3 separate regions of the Mus musculus genome follow, and all the other regions are linked to region 1. Evidence: chromatin contacts called from public Hi-C and HiCAR-type data. All regions are on one chromosome and are shown on one strand. The core of a region is the stretch at or near the end of the contact, and the rest is flanking DNA. Distances in the headings are between cores, read along the strand shown.

Region 1 (4,919 bases), core at 1,021-3,520:
TCTAGCCCCTGATTTTCCTATTTACAGTCTTCTCTTTTTACATCTAGTGGGATAGATTAGTTCATGGCTTTTAAAACTTTTCCTACTCACTATGTAAAGTTTACATGCACATAAAGTAGAATTACAAACAAAACACTTACTGATAATAAATTATACAGAAATTTATTTTAAAATTCTTTTGATATACATATAATTTTACTACCTGTTAAATAGGAAAGCAAATTTACATACTAATTAGATGTGTTTATCTGACATAATACCATCCAAAGATATACTATTTTAATATTTATCTGCTGAGAAATGGAACCAGGAAAACATTAGGTCTGCTTTCTGTAATGAAACGATTATTTCTGTAAGACCAGAAAACTGCAATGTACAGTAAAAAAAACTCTGCAGTTCATAATGAGAAGTCCAAAGCCTTGGGAATAAAATTTTCATTTCCTGGGAGGCACACTGGGTTCCCCAGGAGTTGCTGACAATGGGCCTTCAGTCAGATGGCCCTGACTTAGGGAGGCTAAGTCTGGAACTGCTGGAGGCCACCTAGCTGGAGGAGATAACAAGGCCAGAACAGAGCTGGTTTCCAAAATTCTTTGGTCTCAGCAATTACAATGAAACTAGGTTAACAACCAATCAGAATTGTACTAATGTTACTGCGTTGCCCCCCTATTGGAGGTTACCTAATCCTTCTGGAAAATTCTCTTAGCCCTCCATTAAAGGGGTCCATGAGCCCCTCAGGTGGTTGCCGTTTTGATAAATGGTTGGCCCCTGAATGCTGGTAATTTCTTCAGTAAACACTCTTCTTGCCTGTGCATCCTATTTGAGTCTGGGGTCTTCCTTCAGCTATTCTTGGACCCTAACAGGAACATATAAGTTTCAAATCTGAACAGAGGTATTTCAGGCAGTTTGCTGCTGTGAGTTGGTATAGTGGTGAGAACAGTGAAAGCTGTGTGAAGTTATCATGGGTGAATATTGCCCGAAATTTGTCAGATTCACCCCACCGTTTAAATTATGAATCAAGTTTTGGGTGTGGAGAATTTATCATGACTCTCCCCACCCCATTATGGGGCCATGATCTTTAGTTAAGAAACTCTGGTCTACACAGTTAAAACACAGGCTGAAAATACCCCCCATTCTAGTGGCATATTATCAGATTGTCTCAGTCTATCCTTAGTACCTGTCTGCCTGGATGACTTTGTTAGATTACTTATTTACTGAAGACGTTTTCAAATCGATGTCATCATTTGGTAAACTGTAAAAAACCAAGTAGGCTAAGGAAGCTAGGCAGGGCTGCTGGAGGACTCAACCTTGGGCTCACCTTTCCCGTCCTGCAAATAAACACTACCTGTTCGATGACAGGGATGTGTTAGTGCCTTAAATCACTTTCCAAACGCAAAATGTTTCTTTTCCATGGGCCTGTGACTTGCAACTACACTTTAAAAAATGTATGTGCCTGTTTAGTATACCCGTGCCATGTGTGTGTAGGATCCTCTGGAACCGGAATTATAGTAGTTGTGACTGGCCCAACCAGGTGCTGAACCAAGCCACCACCACCCAGGCTTGGTTAGCCATTCTACCTAAATCCATTGTTTGTTTGTTTGTTTTTTTTTTTCTTTTCTTTTTCTTCTTCTTCGAGGAAACAGGGTCTCTCTGTGTAGCCCCTCCTGTCAACAGGTTGGCCTCAAACTCAAGAGATCCGCCTGCCTCTGCCTCCCAAGGGATGGGATTAAAGGCGTGTGCCACCACCGCTCGGCTTGAGTTAAAACCGTTTGAAGATAATGAGGGCTTGTGAGATGGCTGAACAGGAAAAAGCGCGGACGACCAGAGTTCGGTTCCCGGAGCCCAAGGTGGAAGGAGTAAGCCCTCAAGTTATTCTCTGAACTTCACTCACGGAGCACGCATACACAAGCGCGCGCTAGATAATACTTAACATTTTAACATTTAATAAAGGCAGAAAGAGGTGTCACAAGAGTTCCTGCCAAACGCAAAAAAAAACCTTGAACTTCCCAACTTAAAAAAAAAAAAACAACAAAAACCAACCACTTGTATCATTGCATCTCAAAACAACGCACCAACGTTTCTAGAGAGCAAAAGTGTGCTCACTTCCATGATCCATCGAGCTTCTGTGACTCAGGCTAAGGATTCCGGGTTTCCTCCCGGCACACCGGCTCCGCGGGAGGGAGAACACCTTCCAACCGTCCCCACCGAGGGCACCAACTGGTGCGTCGCAGGGCGCTCGAACGCCCCAGTGTGACGTCCTCCGGACCGCACCTGGGTCCAGAGGAAGAAGGTCAGAGGACGCAAGTCTTCAGGAGCAGCCGGAGGAAAAAAAAAACAGGCTGACTTCCTATGACCGTAAACGCCATGGTGGAGCAAGAACGAAAGGCTGGGGAGCAACAAGAGCTACACATCCCACGCTACAAACAACGCACCACGCCCACTTCACATCGCGGATTGGTCTTTCCCGGCCACCGTCACGCGCATGCTCCCTGAGGGCACTAGGGTTTGGAGAGGCCCTGCTGGTGGCATACTTCCGGCGTTGCACTTCCGGCCTGTTGGTGGCCGCGTTTGCCGAAACCCTGTATCCTGACACCCCGGTGGCGCCTGGTCGTTGCCTTCTTGGGCCTGGCGGTTGCCGAGGGATTTGAGGGGCGGGAATCGCGGAGACGCGTTTGGATCCTCTAGGTGGGAAGCAGGCTCTTCCGATCGCGGCCTCAGGGGCGCCGAAGGCTCACACCCCTAGCCATGGACTGCAGTCTGGACAGGATGGCTTCGGTGGTCCCCGGGCAATTTGACGACGCGGATTCCTCAGACAGGTAGGCGGCCGGTGGTGACACAGGGACTCCTCCGATTCCGCCAGCTCCACATTGGGCTCGGGGAGCTGACAGCTGACGGCTTTGGATTTTTCTCGGGGTGAGCAGCTTGTGAAAGCTACCTACCTGTCAGTGGGTCCCGGGACGTTTAGCAGAGAAGCAAGAGTTGGGGACCACTGAGGAAGGTGGGCCTTTTTTTTTTCCTTTCTTTTCTTCATACAGGCTTCCATACACAGTGAGCAAAAGTTTTACCTCTGCGAGTATGATGAACAAGACAAATCAAGTCACTACTGTCTTTTTGGAAAGGAGGGCAAACCAAGAGGCTAGCACCTACAGCGTAGCGGAGAGAATTGAGGCAAAAAAGGGAGGCCAGCCAGGTCGAGCCTTCCAAGTGACTGTGAGGAGTTAAGATCCTGTTCAGGTCTTACAGGCCAGAGGAGGGCTTTTGCAGCGACAGAGCATCCGTCATTTGATTTATGAATTAAAGGAACTGGTGAGTCATGTAGAAGATGTTCGTAGAGAGGAGTGGAGCAGAGAATCAGTAAATAAATAAATAACCAGCTTCAAACCGGATGGCTCCTAGAGCTGCTGTCGTAGAACGACTTCGAGGTAGCAGTGTTGAGGTTTTGTGGTGAAATTGGATGTGAGGTCCAAAAGCAAGCAGTGACGGAAAACTTCCCGTTCAAAAGAAAAGAGAATTTACACATAGCCATTTTGAAACAACAAAGAGTTTTGCGTACCTTATAGTCAGGAAGATTTTATTCATCAATTGTGAGCGGTTGTGATAAGTATATATATTGACCACTCTGTGTGTCAGATCGAGTGGTAGGGAAATATTGGTGACTACCGTTTTGATTGCCACAGGGGTTGGCCTCTGCTAGGGGAGATAGATATTCACACGAGGTAAATTATTTGAATTAAAATTGGTGAATAGTACAAAGGAAAAAAATGAGTGATCAATAACATATGGTAAATAGAGGGTAAGTAGGGCTTAGCCGGAGATGTTGGAGATTTCCAGCCTTCCACTGAGGAATGGGCACATCATCTCAGAGAAATCCTTACGGAAGCGTTTAAGTGGGAAGAAGGGACAAGCTTACTTTGCCCACAGGCCCCATACACGCAGGATATTGTGAGACTGCACCCATGGTCCTCTGCTGGATCTGATTTTGCCATTGCACCAATCCAGAGACATTTTTATATGTCACACCTGGGCTGAGACACTAGTGGTATCTGGTAGGTAGTTCCGCATAAGACAACCTCACAGCAGAGGATTGACTAGTTGAGAGCATTCACATAGTTGTGCCTTTAACATACCTGTCTAGATTATTAGATTTGTAAGTGAAGAGTAATTTATGTATGATACTTATGAAGCCCTAGTAAACTGCAGCTATCAAATGATAGTCTCCTTCCTACTCATGCCCGTGGGCATTTAAAGCCCTGTGGGCTGTAGCCAATTAATAAATTGGAGTTGACGACTGAACTTATTTAAGACCCATTGGGGGCCAGGTGTGGTGGTACAGCGTCTTTAATCCCAGCACTCTAGAAGCAGAAGCATCTGATATTGATGATTTCAAGGTCAGCTCTAGCTTCATAGTGTCTTCAGGGCAGCCAGACCCAACAGGGAGCTCTGTCTCAAACAAGACTAAACAACAAAGGGGAAGGGGGTGGGAGAGGCGGGGCGGCCTGAGGTGCTGGGGATTAGGTCTGTGGCAGAGTGATTACCTAGAGAGGGAAAGGCTCTGGGTCCTCAGAACTAGAAGAAAAAAAAATGGCTCTTTTTATGGTCAGGTGAGGTACACACATCTTTAATCTTAGCACCTGGGACACAGAGGCAGGAAAGGTCAAAGCTAGCAACACTGAATTGAATTTTATTGAATTTGGTGGTAAATATGTTTTGTTTGGAATGTACAATGTTTTAAAAAAAATTGAACCTGGCAATTATGTGAAAAAAATTACATAAATATTGAGTGTTTTAGCTTCTTGAAAAACTAGGAAGATCAGTAACAACAGGGTCTGCATCTTTTGTGAACCTCTCCTCCCTTTGGCTGTACTTTTGTCTCTCTAGACCACTTCTCTTGATAGTCCCCCCTTGTTGTCCTATACTTGGCC
Region 2 (4,919 bases), core at 613-3,112, 3.0 Mb after region 1:
CTCTGTTGTAATTTTAAAAATACCTGCACTTGCCAGGCATGGTGGTGCACGCCTTTAATCCCAGCACTTGGGAGGCAGAGGCAGGTGGATTTCTTGAGTTCAAGGCCAGCCTGGTCTACAAAGTGAGTTCCAGGACAGCCAGGGCTATACAGAGAAACACTGTCTCAAAAACAAAACCATAAAACAAAAAACACAAAACAAAACAAATACCCGCACTTATATTTCTCCAACAGCAGCTGGTATTTCCCTGGTGGTAATAAGGGGGCGAGGCGCTTCCAGGAACAATAGGGTAAATAAACCACAGGGTTCTGAAGCAGTTTTACTCATCCCCCACCCCCATTTTTTTTGATATGATTACTATTGCATTAAAATGAGTATGACCCAATGTAAACTGTAACACACCATGTATGGACAAGATGAGACTTTTCACTTTGTTCCAAGCTAAGGAGACATGTTCCAACTTTAGTGGTTCTCTGGTGAAAATGATTAACATGCTCAGGACAACTTAGCAATACCTGGAGATAAATTAAGTAACACAAGGGTTGCAAGTGGAATAGCCCAAACTGGAAGAGCCTTTACACAATTGAAAAATCATCAAAACACCCAAAGTCAAATTAATTACTTCCCCCTATACTCAAGCAAAAGAGGCTGTGTCGACAATTTGCAGCCTTAGAGAACAAGTGTTTGGAAACAATGTCTAAGCACTTAAGAACTCCATTAATTCACAGGCCTGTGTGAAGATCTGACATAAGCACCAACCCACCCGCTTTGACATATGCACTCATCCCTGACCCCGCCTAAAGAGAAAGGAAAAAAGGATATTATTGCTTTCATTAACCTCTGCACCTCCCCCCCTTAAAGATTTATTTATTTATCTTTATGCATAGGAGTACACCACCATTGCTTCCTTCAGACACACCAGAAGAGGGCACTAGACCCCATCACAGATGTTTGTGAGCCACCATGTGGTTGCTGGGAAATGAACTCAGGACCTCTGGAAGAGCAGACAGTGCTCTCAACCGCCTAGCTATCTCTCCAGCCCTGCACTTTGTCCCTTAACTCGGGTAGAGATGTAGCCACTGTCCTCCTCCCTCAAGACAAATCTTTTTTCCTGTACCATAGGTCAGCACATGGCCAGTCTGATTAGATACAAGAAGCCAGTAGGCAAGAAAAGCTGAGGAGATGGACGGCTTGCCTGCAGGCGGGACACGGACTGGCAGGCCCGGGCTCGCAATCCAGCGAGGGGACACTGCCAACTCCGGGTCCCGCGAGCCCTGACCGTCCCCGGGCCGACCCTAATCTGCTCTCTCTCGGCACGAAAACAAAACCCTTTGCTTGTGATCCGAGCCATGGGGAAGCTGCAGGAGGAAAACGGGTGCAAGGAGGCGCCAGGCTGGGCGACGAAGTGAGACTGGCTGCAAATAAGAAAATCATAGTTAATCCCAGCACCCGGGAGGCAGAGGCAGGCGGAGCTCTGAGTTCGAGGCCAGCCTGGTCTACAGAGTGAGTTCCAGGACTGTCAGGGCTACACAGTGAAAGCCTGTCTTCAAAACAAAACAAAACAAAACAAGAAAAGAAAATCATAAATGGAGGAAATGCATTCCGGATCCCCAAATCACAGCAACCCTCCAGGAACTACAAGGGTTGTCTAGACAACCGCTGGCCACCGGAGCCGGAAGTGGGCCCGCCCCTTCCTTAGGCGCGCCGGAAGTTGGGGCTTCCGGGGAGAAGTTCCCTCCCATTTCCCAAGGCCGGCGGAGCCCACGGCTTCCCAGGACTTGCCTGCTTGACACAACTTTTCTTTCTCTCTGCTCTGAGAGCCTCCTCCCGCGGCTTCCTTCCTTAAGCTCGTCGCAGAAGGGTCACGTGACGTCCCACGTAACGGAGGACGGAGCGCGTCCTCCGTTATTGCCATTTGCAGGCGCCTAAAAGGTGCCCCCGGGCGGTGACGTATAACTCGCGCGCCGGCTGAGGAAGGGAAGGGCCAGCCTCCGCAGCCATCGGGTCTCCACGCCGGCGTCTCTTGCCCGGCACGAGTGCTGCGGAATGGAGCTGGTCGCCGGCAGCTACGAGCAGGTCCTGTTTGGGTTCACGGTACAGCGCGGGCCCGCGAAGAGTGGCCATCAGGAGGTGAGGCAGCGCGAGCCCCGGGGCTGCGGGGGACAGGCGGGCTGGTCCTTCCGGGGCAGGACCGTGGAGGTTGTTATTTATCGCTGGTTCTCTATGGGTCTTGGATGGCGGACTTTGTTGGAAAACGGACAGGTTTATGCAGCTAATCCCAGCTCTCGAGAGGTTGAGGCAGGAGGAGAGTGAGCTCAGAGCTTGTGTGGAAAGATCCTGCTCTTTACAGAGTAGAGGCTTCTCAGAATTGAAATAATATTTACTTGCTATAGTAGATAAAATGTCTACAGTAGGTAACGAGGAATGTTCATCTCTGTCGGGAGTGGATGAATGGCTGCCAGAAGTGGTTGGGGCCAACGTAGGGAGGTGACGGAGAGAGGAGGGCTAATGCTTGCAGAAATGAAGTTTGATGGGAGGAATGACTGATTGCTTTTTTTTTCCTTGAAAGGTAACTATAGTTGACAGCATTAATTGTGTATTTTAAACTAGCTACTACAGCGTATTTTGAACCAGCTCAAAAGGGGTTGCCTTTTTCATATCTGATCTATGTATGCATTCAAATATCCCATTGTGCTCCATAAATATATACAGTTATTATCTGATAATTTAAAAGGTTAAGAAAAACCTTAAAGCATTCCTAAGGCATGAAAAAATAAGGTGTGCATTTAAGCTGACAATGATTGTAGTTCTTAAAGTTCTAATGTAAAAATAACTTCACCTTTCACTGAGTTTCTGTCCTGATTAACAAACTACTATAGGACTGGAGACATGACTCAGCGGTTAAGAGCGCTGGCTGGACTGGAGACATGGCTTAGCGGTTAAGAGCACTGGCTGTTCTTCCAGAGGGTCCTGGTTCAGTTCCCAGCACCTACACGGCAGCTCACAACTGTTTGTTAACTCCTGTTCGAAGGGATCTAATATCCTCCTACAGGCATACATACAGTCAAAACACCAATCTACATAAAATAAAAATACATTATACACAAAAGAACTACTACAGCTGGCCTGGGATGAAGAAAGTGATGCAGATTCACTGTTTATCGTCCACCTACTGTGGGTAGGGCGAAAGGTGCCAGAGGTGTGAGCCCTGCTGTTGTGGCCTTCTTGGTTGAAGGGATGGTGAACAAGCGAAGAGAGAAACACATGGAGGTTAAGTGTAGCACAGTATGAAATTTATTTTTGTCTGGTATGGCAAGAAGATACAGGTAATTGCCAACATAGTAGTCAGACAGTAAAGGGGATTAGAAGTGTCATCTATCAGGGCAGTGGCCCCACCCGTAATCCCAGCACTCAGGAGGCAGAGGTAGGCGGATCTCTGAGTTCCAGGACAGCCTGGTTTACACAGAGAAATTCTGTCTTGAAAAACAAAAAAGAATGATTATTTCTTGAACAGTTCTACTTATCACTTACTGATCTGTTTTGTCGAAAATTCCTTAGTGCCTGTTGTGGTTGGGTTTCTCCCTCCCTCCCTCTTTCTTTCTTTCTCTCTCTCTCTCTCTCTCTCTCTCTTTCTTTCTTTCTTGGTTTCTCCCTCCCTCCCTCCCTCCCTCCCTCCCTCCCTCCCTCCCTCCCTCCTTCCCTCCCTCCCTCCTTCCCTCCTTCCTTCCCTTCCATATACATAAGTACACTGTAGATGTTTACAGACACACCAGAAGAGACCAGAAGAGGGCATTGGATCCCTTTACAGATGGTTGCGAGCCACCATGTGGTTGCTGGGAATTGAATTTAGGACCTCTGGAAGAGCAATTAGTCCTCGTAGCCTCTGAGCCATCTCTTCAGTGCATGGTTGGGGTTTCTTTAGTATACTCATTCCAGATATACAGCAGCCCTGAGACTGATACAACCATTCTCATTTTATAGATGAACATTTGGGAGGTTCATAGGGCAAGAGACACTCCAGGCGTCATGGTTTGTGAGTCCGACATGTCAAGATGGTCCCCAGGCTTATGCTGTTAACAGTTCCAGGTGCTGCTTCTAAACCCAGCCAGTAGCCAGCATAACCAGTATCACATACATTACATAAATATGTAATCTGAACAGTGCTTTGACATAAGCTGTAACGTGTTTGAATCAGGTGGCTCATATCTGTAATCAGGAGGCTGAGGCAGGAGGATTCAGTTTAAAATTTAGGCCAGCTGTGCTGCATATGTATTTAATCCCAGCACTTGGGAGGACAGTCATAGCTACAAAGTGAGACCCTGTCTCACAGGGCGAGGCGGGGGGATGGGGGTGAAGGGGGGAGAGAGAAGAGAGAAGGTGAGAAGAGGCGAGGGCTAGAGCGAAAGAAACTTAAAAGTATGACCATAACTACCATTGTGTCTTGACTGAAAGGAGGCCTGTTGCTCCTGACTAATGAATGGACTATCTGCTCTTATAGTTCTTTTTTTTCTTTTTAAGATTTATTTATCTATTATATGTAAGTGCACTGTAGCTGTAGTCACACACACTAGAAGAGGGTGTCAGAGCTCGTTGCGGATGGTTGTGAGCCACCATGTGGTTGCTGGGATTTGAACTCAGGACCTTTGGAAGAGCAGCCAGTGCTCTTAACTGATGAGCCATCTCTCCAGCCCTCCTATAGTTCTTTAAGGTGTGATATGTAGTGATTAACTTTAAAGTAGAGAACTTTGCTGGTTGGTTTTGGTTTTGAGTTTGTTTGGTTAATAAATTTTCTCTTGTAACTCCTTCCATTTGAAGAGCGCTGCATGTGTGTGCGTGCCTTCTCCTGTTCTTTGTACTGATCCAGTCATCATTCTCAAACCAGAAGTGTACGGTAAAGAGAGTCTGCTTCCCGAGCCGTA
Region 3 (4,919 bases), core at 897-3,396, 2.8 Mb after region 1:
TTCCCTCTCTCTTTTTAAATCTCTATTTTAATTTCTGTTTTGAGATAGGGTCTCATTAAGTTGCCCAGGCTGGCCTTGAACTTGATATCCTCCCTGCCTTAGTCTCCAAAGTGCTGAGATAGCATGACCGTGTTAGGTTCCAAGTCTAGTGTTGTTTCAAATAAACAATCGTAAACAGTACATCTACATCTTGGAGCTGTGTTCTATATAACTTAATAGCTTAATAACTCTCTCTCTCTCTCTTTCTCTCTCTCCATGTGTGTGTGTTGAACCCAGGGCCTCGGGTACTAAACAAGTACTTTACCACTAAACAAGTACTTTACCACTGAGCTATATATTCAGTCCTCCGAAAGAAGTCTTGAACAGCGTTCACCACATAAAGGGTTCTGTGTGCAGCAGAGAGAATGTCTTTAAGATGGCCCCAGGGAAAGATAGACTTGTCTAGCCTGATTAATTGGCTAGGTCAGGAGTAATTGCTTCCAAAGTGAGGACCTGGGGCATGGTTGCTAAGGCTGCAAGTATCAACTTTGTCCTTGACTGAAGGAAAAGGCAAGTAGGGAAGGCTGCGACGTCCTGTTTCAGGAGCAAAGAGCTCACAGTCTCCATTCTGGATAAGCAGGCTGGACTGCAGCCTGACCAGAAGTACCAGGTAACAGGCATCTTCAAATATGATAGCTGGTTTTGCAAAACATTCTCCTAGAGGGATTTGTAATCTTGGAACTGGGAGTTGGGGAAATTGGTCCAAGGGCAGGCAAAAGAGAAACAATAGCTACATTTTTGAACCTGTGAACAGCATCATTGGCAGTTCTGGATTGAATTCAGAAGCATTCTGAAAATTCTTATTTTGGGCAGTATCTGTATATCGTAATAAAGTAATGTCATTAGTGTTTCTCCACCTCCCCTCCCGAGTCTGCACAAATCTGAACCTCCGTGCTATTGGCCAGTTGGAAAGGGTAATGTAAACAGATTCAGTTACCATAATTAAGTTATGTATCTGTGTACCGAATGCTTTGTCAGGCTGCAACTATTTCAGTATTCATTCTAAGCCGAGGGCATTGCCAAAATGAAATTACTGATGACAAAATTACCCTCTGTTGTTAAGACACAGCAGATGTAATAACCTAATATTTAACAGTGTTATTTTTGAAAAAAAAAAAGATGAAGACAGAGATAGAACTGTCCTTTGCCCTACACCAAAGAAGATAACTTGAAGGAGAGTGAACCACTTTACAAAATGGCTGCATTTTCTTTCACAACTGACCTAAAGGCCCAGGGGAGGGTTTCTCAGAATATTTGTTTGATGCAGGTGCAGGAAGAGGATTAGTAAGAGGAAAGAAAAATAATATATAAACAGGAAAAACAAAACATGTAAATAAAATCTGGACGAATGAAACTGTAGCTCAGGACATGGCATGCCATTGGGCTGGAGTCTGGGCGCTTGGAATCTCAAGTTCCTACTTGGAAGGACTCTGCATGCTGTGCTAGTCTAGACTGCAGAAGGAAGACTGGGCACCGAAGGGCACTCTTTCTTCACAGGCTGGAATGCAAACTCATTTCCCATTGCAAGTCAACCCACAAGGTACAGACTCTCACTTGAGAAATGCAGACAACTAGCAAAGGAAAATGGAAAGGCAGCCCCCAGTCCAAAGGACACTGCTTAAAACTGCATCTAAATGTAGGTGGTGGAAAGCTGGGTTGTGAGTGTGTAGATCCTGAAAACCCAGCTCTTGGGAGGTAGGGGCTGGAGGATAGTTCCAGGTCAGAATGGATTGCCTGAGACCCTGTTTTGTTTTGTTTTGTTTCGACTATAAAGTCAAGAGTATAGGAGAGCTCCCGAGTGGTCTCTGGGTGCTTAAACCCTTAAGGTTCTTGGTTGAGATGTAGATCTGAACGTCCTTCGCGGCCAGGATTCAACTCTTTTCTGTGAAGTCTTCAGGTCTCATCCAAATTAGACCGTACAGTTCACTACCTGTACATTCTGTAACACCAGGGCAGAGGCCAGAGTACGAGGAGAGGGGGGTTTAAGTCAAAGTCACTCCCCCCCCATCCCCCCCACCTCTGCCCGGTCAGATCCCTTAGGACCGGAACTCCTCCTCCTGGGAGCTCATGTTTTGGAAACTGGTGGGGTGGGGCCAGAAAACATTACAATGGAGCTGGGATGGAGGAGGTGTGCTTTTATTTCAGATTGTGTCATTCGAGTAGAGTCTCCCGAAACAGCCACTAACAGAACCGAGGCTCTTTTAGATCCCCTGGGTTGTTAGCCTGGCACACTGGGGAGAGTAGGTAACACAGCAGAAGAGAGAGGCAGTGGAGGAAGGCAGGAAACCCTTCACACGCCTAGCCCGGCTCATCCCATCCACTTTGGGGTTTGCCGTGCCGATTGTAACAAGAGGAAAGAGCTAGCAGAAACCCCCGAAGGAAAGGAACGAAAGGGGAGGTGAGAAACTCAATTGAAAAAGAGGTAGCAGGGAGAGTAAAAGTCAGCAGATGCAAACTGGGAGGCCAGAGGAGGAGGAAAAGGCTGGGCTTCGGCAACCTGCTGCTAGGATTTAGACAAAGGAGGTTTGAGAGAGGCGGGATCAGATTCTAATATCTGCTCCAGGAGAGAGCTCGCTGCTGGGCTCCGGGAGACAAAACAGCCGCAATTCACACTGACTGGAGCATGTACCACAGCGAGAGCTCCCAGGAAAAAGTAAGTCCGAGAAGGGATTGGCCAAGCTTGACGGACTCTGACATCGGAGACCCTCTTTGAGGCATGCCTCCGTCCGTGCGTTACTTCTTCATAGTGTCTGTGACTACTGTCATCGTTTTTATTGTGCTCTACGTGTTAAGTTTTGGAGGAGATCAAAGCTACCAGAAGCTGAACATCTCAGACTCGGTGATGCTGGCTCAAGTGTGCTCATCTTTCATCGACGGGAAAAGCCGGTTCCTGTGGAGAAACAAACTAATGATTCACGAGAAGCCTTCTTGCACAGAATATGTGACCCAAAGCCACTATATCACTGCCCCTTTATCTCAGGAAGAGGTCGATTTTCCTTTGGCGTATGTCATGGTCATCCATCACAATTTTGACACCTTTGCAAGGCTCTTCAGGGCAATCTTCATGCCTCAAAATATCTACTGTGTTCACGTGGATGAAAAGGCAACAGCTGAATTCAAAGGTGCCGTGGAACAGTTAGTGAGCTGCTTCCCCAATGCCTTTCTGGCTTCTAAGATGGAGCCGGTGGTCTATGGTGGAATCTCCCGGCTCCAGGCTGACCTGAACTGCATCAAAGACCTGTCCACCTCCGAGGTCCCCTGGAAGTACGCCATCAACACCTGTGGACAAGACTTCCCCCTGAAAACCAACAAGGAGATAGTTCAGTACCTGAAAGGGCTTAAGGGGAAGAACCTCACTCCCGGGGTGCTGCCTCCAGCCCACGCCATTGGAAGGACCAGGTACGTCCACCGGGAACACCTAAGCAAAGAGCTTTCCTACGTGATCAGAACCACGGCTCTGAAGCCCCCACCTCCCCACAACCTCACCATTTATTTTGGCTCTGCCTATGTCGCCCTGTCGAGAGAGTTTGCTAACTTTGTTCTCCGTGACCCACGGGCGGTTGATTTGCTCCATTGGTCCAAAGATACTTTCAGTCCCGATGAGCATTTCTGGGTGACGCTCAATAGGATTCCAGGTATGTGAGAGTTCATGGTTCATGCAAAGGAGAGGCCCACAGACCTCTTTATCCACAGGTCCACAGGTGACACATTTCAGGGTTCAACCCATCTTGGATGGAAAATATTTGGGGAAAAAACAAACAATGTGTCTGTATTGAATGTGTGTAAACTTCCTTGTGATTTTTTAAAAAAATTTTTTTAAAGATTTATTTATTTATTATATGTAAGTACACTGCAGCTGTCTTCAGACACACCAGAAGAGGGCGTCAGATCTCGTTACAGATGGTTGTGAGCCACCATGTGGTTGCTGGGATTTGAACTCCGGACCTTTGGAAGAACAGTCGGGTGCTCTTACCCACTGAGCCATCTCACCAGCCCAATTTTTTTTTTTTTTTAAACAATGCAGTTTAACAATTATCCCATAGCAGTTACACTGAGTTAGGTGTTACAAGTCAGGCAGAGAACATGCCAATGTACAGAAGGGTGTGTATAGATTATGTGAAAACGCTGCACCATTTGATGCAAAGGACTCACTCAGCTGCAGGTTTTCATCACCCAAAGGGAACCTGGCACTCATCTCCCAGGGATGCTGACGGGTGGCTGTGTTTGAAGGACTTTTGAAAAATCTGCCTCTTTTAAAATAGAGATTAGAGATGCAAACTGCAGTGTAGAGTCCTCATCCTGGATTTCCTGAGTGCACAAGCTGCCCTTTGTAGGACCATTGCCAAACAGTGCCTCCCCGTGCACCACCGCAGCTTATGCCTGTCACAGTCATTTCTTAGGCCTGTGTTTAGCTCGTTCTAGAAGTTTTTCTTCTTCACTAATTCGTCAGATTTCCTCTTAGCCCAAGAGCTTTTGCCCACTAATAGGAGGGCCACTTTAACTTTTCTCCACTGCCCTCCCCCCAGCCATAGACCAGACCACTGCCCAGGTTCCCCACCCCCACCCCCACCCCGCAAAAAGTCACAATGTAGAGTGGCCAGACATACTGATCTGCGTTCATTGGCTGCTGGTCTTTTCTGTAGATGCGCCATAAAATTGAAGTCATGTGACTGCTGTAGCCTCAGGAATTACATCACACAGTAACTGTTCAGTAGGTTTGCGTTAGATGGAAGAGTGTGGAAAAGCAAGTGTTGTGTGAATGAAGGGCAAAATATGGGGCTTTACTATGTTTGAACTCAGGCAAGTATCATTGCATTGTGTGATACACACATACACACACATACACATATATAACACATGCATGTAACACAGAGGCACAC

The links. Hi-C and Micro-C count contacts between places; a contact is called where the count stands out from the background. HiCAR-type assays count read pairs that join an accessible place to other places.
Region 2: a Hi-C map of B cells shows a contact between it and region 1, with 6 read pairs. The contact joins the promoter of A730081D07Rik here to the promoter of Riok1 in region 1. A contact is called at or near these places in 3 of 39 promoter capture datasets (cranial neural crest, embryonic stem cells and hippocampal neurons), 2 of 484 Hi-C or Micro-C datasets (B cells and CD8 T cells) and 2 of 115 datasets of contacts at active chromatin or transcription factors (astrocytes and extraembryonic endoderm stem cells).
Region 3: a HiCAR-type map of astrocytes shows a contact between it and region 1, with 5 times the contacts expected there. The contact joins the promoter of Gcnt2 here to the promoter of Riok1 in region 1. A contact is called at or near these places in 1 of 39 promoter capture datasets (embryonic stem cells) and 1 of 115 datasets of contacts at active chromatin or transcription factors (astrocytes).

What each region holds. Positions count from the first base shown.
Region 1 is chr13:38,034,719-38,039,637 of GRCm38.p6, forward strand. Riok1 (RIO kinase 1) reads left to right here and starts at 2,271. Exons shown (of 17, transcript NM_024242.3): 1 at 2,271-2,813. The coding sequence starts at 2,743. It overlaps Cage1 (cancer antigen 1), which reads right to left and starts at 2,219. Exons shown (of 13, transcript NM_027724.2): 1 at 2,101-2,219.
Region 2 is chr13:40,999,284-41,004,202 of GRCm38.p6, forward strand. A730081D07Rik (RIKEN cDNA A730081D07 gene) reads right to left here and starts at 1,863. Exons shown (of 5, transcript NR_155347.1): 1 at 1,783-1,863. It overlaps Pak1ip1 (PAK1 interacting protein 1), which reads left to right and starts at 1,727. Exons shown (of 10, transcript NM_026550.3): 1 at 1,727-2,130. The coding sequence starts at 2,047.
Region 3 is chr13:40,884,612-40,889,530 of GRCm38.p6, forward strand. Gcnt2 (glucosaminyl (N-acetyl) transferase 2, I-branching enzyme) reads left to right here and starts at 2,147. Exons shown (of 3, transcript NM_008105.3): 1 at 2,147-3,674. The coding sequence starts at 2,756.